Linked DNA regions of Triticum aestivum: region 1 is linked to region 2. A link is a contact called in public Hi-C data. All regions are on one chromosome and are shown on one strand. The core of a region is the stretch at or near the end of the contact, and the rest is flanking DNA. Distances in the headings are between cores, read along the strand shown. Region 1 has its middle 9.8 kb from the start of LOC123045161. Region 2 holds the start of LOC123045160.

Region 1 (3,012 bases), core at 247-2,746, 37 kb before region 2:
TGTGTATTTATATATTTTAAAACATGCCACTACAAAGTTTTATACTCTCAAATATGCCATTATATACCGATCGAGCCCATTAGGAGACTACATGGAATCCCTAAAAAAAGACAATTAGGAGATGCAGGGACGGAAAATGCCCCTTGGAACTGCCAAACGCCACGCCGGTGCCGGCGAGAGCGACTTTGCACTGCGAACAATCATCCGGAGCTGCTCACTTCTAAGAAGCTGCGCATGTAGGCTCCAGCATGTCACCATCGACACTGTACGCAAAAAACCTGTAGTAGCCGAGGTGGCTTACTGATTAGGCTTCGCATGTAGAGGTCTTGTGCGCAGCCTAGTGCCCGTCGTGCCGCCGGCCACAGCCAGCTCGTCCGCTCGCTGCCCATTGGGACGTTCAAGGCTGGCTTAAGGGACGGCAAGCACGGTTGCCTAGTGCATGGGAGCGGACGCTAGCGCTGGAAGGTCTGGAACGCCCCCAATGGATTTCCTCTCATTTCATCCCAATCACTGCTCCCGGTCCTCGACTGCTGACTCCTCCGCTGCTTCCAGCCAACGCCTCCAAGCTGCTCCCGACCGCTGCGCTGCTGCCGGCAGCCCCCTCCGAGTTGCTCCCAACCACTGTCTGTCATGGCTCGGTCGATCTCCATCCCCCGAGCGCCCAGCGCTGCTCCCACTCAACAGGTGGTTCATGCCGACGAGGTGGAACCGGAGTGCCCATCGGCATTGCCTCTCGGCCAGCACGACATCCGTGCCGTGGTCATCTTCCCCGACCCTGATGACCGCCGCCGCACACGAGGCTCCTCCCACGGCACCGATTCCGGCCGACATCGGGTCCGCGATGACGCAAGAAATGCGTCCCCGCCACAAGCACCTCCTCCCGTGAGCCGTGTTGGCCGAATTGTGTCGTCTCCTTTGACTCTATCCGTCCATCGCCGTGTTTCGTTCTCCTTCTCCGACAGCCTGCACGCCAGATCCAGAAGGAGTGATGTCACAGGGGAGATCTTAAGCCAAATCTGATTTACTACGTGATGCTCGCCCAACTCAACTCCAACGAGGTCGCAGGGAAAGAGAGGGGAGGGGCCGCCGGCGAGGAAACTTGGAGAGGCTCTAGATTAATCGATCTCACTAGAGAAACCTCCAGAATATCTTGTTTTGGTCGTTGGCTCTGTACAACACGCCTCGGTCTCAATCTCAGCCATAGATTCAAGATCGGACGGTATATACGGCCCGAAGGCAGGCACATCATCACCACGGACTCGCTTTTTTATAGGAGTAGAGATTGAGAAACCTATAAACAAGACAATTTGCGAAAGTTAGAAGAAAAAAGCAGAAGAACATGCTGGATCTGAAAATATAAAAATCAAATAAAAAATAATGAAGAAAAAACCAAAACAAAAAATCGCTAGTTGTGTCGGCCTGTCTGGACGAGCCTTCAGCGAAGTCTCAACTATATGATGCACGTCTGCGTCTTATATGATTGATCACGGTCTCGTTTAACGCGAGACATAGGGCAGAACACGATAGCAAGATGGGCCAGCCTAGGCCTGCGAGTCCACGTGCACAGGCCAAAGCCTCCTTTTTTCACCTTTTTTATTTTTGTTTTTTGCTTTGCCTTTTTTACTTTGGTTTGTACTTCGGAATATTCTAAATATGCAGTATCTTACAGAAAACACTACACATAACAACATTTAAAAATAATAATCAAGCATTTTTGAAAATGTTAAATGTTAATAGAATATATTTTCTCATGTATACCAAAAATATATACAAAAAATTACAATGTGTATGAAAAACTTGATCATGATTTTTTTTAAAGTAATCAAACATTAGAAAATAAAGTTAATCAAGTATTTTTAAAATGGTGTCCAGCATTTTAAAATTGTTAAATGTTCATAGAGAAAATATTTATCATGCATATAAAAATATAAAATGTCTATGAAAAAAGTTGCTCAAGTATTTAAAAAATGTCAATCGAGCAATTGAAAAATGTTAATCAAGTAAATGAAAATAATTAATCAAGCATTTGAAAAATGTTAAACGTGTAATGCAAAATGTTTCCCTTGTATACAAAAATATACAATTTCTATGAAAGAATCTTGATCGTCTATTAGAAAAATGTTAAATGTTCATTAAAAATGATGAGAATGTATTTAGAAAATGTGAAACGTACATAAAACAATGTTGATCATGTGTTGACCGTTTTATTAATGCCAACAAACATTTTTCACACAGAATGTACATTTTTCATGAACATTAGAAAAAAAAAGTATGTACATGTTTAATATTTTTAATTACAGAATTAAAAATTTCAAAATATATAGTTTTGGTTTCTATTTTATTTAATGTACATGTTAATTTTTATGTGTACGCCAGGTAATTTCTTATACACATTTAATTTTTAATAAATACATGATCAACATTTTCTCATATAAACAAATGAAAACCAAAGAAAGCCGAAACAAAAATCAAGGGATTGAGAATTAAAAAACAAAGAAAACCACTGCAAAAATAATGGAAAACAGCTGAAACCGAGACCAGGTACTCACCCCGCCGGAACTCGCAATCAAACATAGGGTTGGCCCCAAAGAAAAAGAAGAAGAAAAGAAAGAAAATAAAATACCAAAGAAAAACAAAGAAAACCGTTGAAGAAACAAAGAAAACCGAAGTATAACAAAGGGAAAAAGAGAACCCGAAGAAATTTGGTGAAGATACAAATAAAACTGAACAACATGGATGAAAAAAGGAAATACCGAAGAAAAGCGGTGAAGAAACAAAGAAAAACTAAGTATAACCAAGAAAAACAAAAAGGAAAAAAGCAAAGAAAACCAATGAAAAAACAAAGAAAAGGAAAAAAACCGAAGAAAAAATGTGGGGAATGAGCGAACAGAGCGGCGGCAAGCAAGCGATCAACACGTGAAAAATGGGCTGCGTGTTACTATAGCGCACAGGAAAAGCTTCAGGCGAGAGAACCTTCTCTCTCGCGTGAAGCAATATATAGTGAAGCCTCGA
Region 2 (3,108 bases), core at 80-2,579:
CTAGTGCGTGTATACAGTGAGAAATACTCCCAACCCCAAGGAAAACAGTCAGAGTGTAATCCAACGGACCATGCATACGCCAACACGATCACTTGGAGCTAATAATAATCAAATTGGATTATTATTTTCCGGAGAAGTTTTGTGACAAACTGACGATATCGGCAGGTAGCTAGCTAGCTAGGGATAGCACACAACCCAATACAATCGAAACAGACCCAAAACTCTACCTGCAGCAGCTACATGCTCCATACTGCAGGAGATTAACTAATAATTAATCAATCACCTAATTTTTCTTCTTCATATTTTCCCACACCCCCTATCCTAATTCATACTGATTAAGAACAGTACATGCATCTTATAACGAATGATCCAACAGGAAAGTGCCCTCCGAGCTTATGAGTAGCTAGCTGGCTGACACGAGACGATGATGGGGTACACTGCTTGCTTTGCTTAGCCGAAGAACCCGGTGTTGCTCCAGACGGCGTCGCGCACCCGGCTGAGGTCGCGACCTTTCAGCGTCCTCCCCACGCCCTCGAACACCGACGGCGCAGCCGTGCCGCGCCCGCTGCTCCGTGCCTGGGCCTGCAGGTACTCGTGCGGCGCCATCCACTCCCCGTCCTCCTCACGGCAGCTCACGCCGTAGCCGTGCTCGCCAGACCCAGGCGGGAACCTGGCCGCCGGCCACTCGGGCACCCTGACAGGCGCCGAGCTCGCCACGTGATGATGGTGGCGCCCTGCCGGCGCGGACGCCGTTGCCTCGAACGCCAGCGACAGCCCCCCTGCGGTCCACCGGCCGCGACGGACCTGCTCAGGTTGCCTGCCGCTGCTGGTGGAGCGGTTGGAGTCGGGCGCAGGCGCGGCGAGCACCGACCAGACGTCCTCCTCGTCGAGGTCGGCGAGGTGATCGGCGGCGCCGGCGACGTGGTGACCGCTGGCCTGGACGGGGTAGAGCAGCCGCTCTGATCCGTACCTGCAGCTGCGGCCCTTCCCCATGGATCGATATCACTGGCTGGCTAGCTAGCCTCAGGAAATTGGAATCAACTAGCTAGCGAGTGCCTCTCCCTCCCTCCCTCCTTCCCTATGTATGAATGGATGGATGGCAAGCAAAGAAAACAGAAGAAAAGAAACGAAGAATCTTTGCTACTGGCTAGCTAAGATGAATCGAATGATTGAAGCTTTTTAATCAACTCACACAAAGCCTACTATACTGTCTGCCGTGTACACAAAACCAACTTTTCCCCCAAAAAAGTTAAGAAAAAAACGAGAGCAAGGCTACGAGAGGCCCTGTGGATGGGAAGAACTCCACTCAATGGAGTGGAATGGAATCCATGGGCGGGCAGCCGCTATATATATACAGCCGAGCGGAGCGCAACTTGTTGTGTAGGATCTCCGTGTGCGCGAGGCAGTTTGAGCGGCCATGACGTCGGCACAGCCGCGAGATAAGATGGAGACGAGCTGCCCACGTGACTGCCAGCATGATGTGGGCCCGCAGGCGTAACCTGTTGTGACCTCACACGTGTCCGTTTGTCCACCTGGGCCCATGGAGTTGCCAGCTACAGGGTGCCACGTACAACTCAGGGTGGAGCCCCCGCGCGCATGTCACCAGGCAATGCGCGCATTGCATTCTCGTCCTTTTCCACCCGGGACCGAGAGTACGCATGCTGCATGCATGTAGTAGTATTGTACTCACAGGTTCATACATAAAACATGTAAAAAGAAAGGTTTCGTAGTACATATAAGAATGCAAATGTACTATTCCATGCATAGCAAGCCAATAAAAGCAGTGCTACACAGACGATAGCTTGTGCACGATTTGTGGACGATGGACAACAGCACCCGTTGAGTAGTATTGTTTAACAAATCTGCACCGTTCAAGGATGCCGTCGTCCAAACATCGTGCATGCGCAGTCGTGTGTAGAATAGTTTCGAGCCAATAATGTACTCTCTCCGTTTAAAAATACTTGTCATTAAAATGGATAAAAAGAGATATATATAAAACTAAAATATGTCTAAATACATCTTTTTCATTCATTTTGATGATAAGTATTTCCGGGCGGAGGGAGTAGTACAAATATGAAAAAAAAAGTTCATTCATACAAGCAGTAGTACAATTTAAGTACAGGTTAATTTTAAAAATTATTATGGGCTAATGATGTGGTGACATCCTTATGTAATCATGAACATACGCACTTGGAAAAGATGATGAGTGTACTAAACAGAAGGGTTTAAAACAGGGCACGCACACAACACATTCGACGGTTCACAGGGTGCAAGGACCACCGGTCGTCATGAGTGAGCCCATTTTGTCTTAATTTGAGTGCATAGCTAGCTAGCAGTACATCTACTTACGTGTTTCTTTTGGCTCTTGGCTTATCTCTCTCCACAATCATCCATCATCAACGTACTTACTAAATGACAAAAGGACATGTCATATGAACTGAGTATACACATGCAAGCTACTTCCTCCGTTCCATAATGTAAGATATTTTTTGACGTGTCAAAAAATATCTTACATTATGGGACGAGGGAGTAGCTAGCTAGCTTTTTTTTTTCTCAAATACGTACAAGCATGCATATCATTCATTAGAGAAGAGGGGGAAGACTTCCCAAAGTGTGCGGTTGTATAAATATTTACAATTGGGCTTTGTCCAACGCCACCCAATTCACGCGAACTAACTACTCACAAACAACCCACGGTGAGCCCTCCGCCTCCTTGATTAGGCCAACCTTCACCCATAGTATGCCTTCCTCTTTTATCTGGTTGATGCAGACCGACACGGACGACGTTGCTCCGTTAAGATGATGTCATTTCGGTGTTTCCATATCATCCACATTCCAAGCAGACACTTGGCGCGTGTGGATCTTCGGTGCTCCCGATCCTGATCATGACTAATGCACCACTCCTCCAAGGGTTCGTCGATCCTGGGATCGAACCCTTGTCGACCAGTACCCACCATGAACTAGTGCCATACTTGCCTTGCAAAGACACAATTAATTAGTGGATGTATGGTCTCCTCCTCCTAATCGCAAAGTGGGCATGCAGCTTGATGTGGGAGCCCTCCGCGTGCCAGCCCACCGGGCGTCCAACAACAATTCTTGATGGTACGC

The links. A called contact is a pair of places that touch in the nucleus more often than the background predicts.
Region 1: a contact with region 2 is called in a Hi-C map of leaf, with 3 times the contacts expected there. The contact joins the enhancer-like site here to the promoter of LOC123045160 in region 2. A contact is called at or near these places in 2 of 5 Hi-C or Micro-C datasets (both in leaf).

Annotation. Positions count from the first base shown.
Region 1 is chr2B:403,065,020-403,068,031 of IWGSC CS RefSeq v2.1, reverse strand. No RefSeq gene overlaps it. Among protein-coding and RNA genes, the nearest start is that of LOC123045161, 9.8 kb to the left of the region's middle. Within about 2 kb of position 1,496, at least 1 of the 8 cell types and tissues checked has an H3K27ac peak or open chromatin away from gene starts, as enhancers often do. A contact at or near this core is called in leaf, where this site is marked.
Region 2 is chr2B:403,027,596-403,030,703 of IWGSC CS RefSeq v2.1, reverse strand. It overlaps LOC123045160, which reads right to left and starts at 1,329. Exons shown (of 1, transcript XM_044468103.1): 1 at 106-1,329. The coding sequence starts at 993. The coding sequence ends at 451.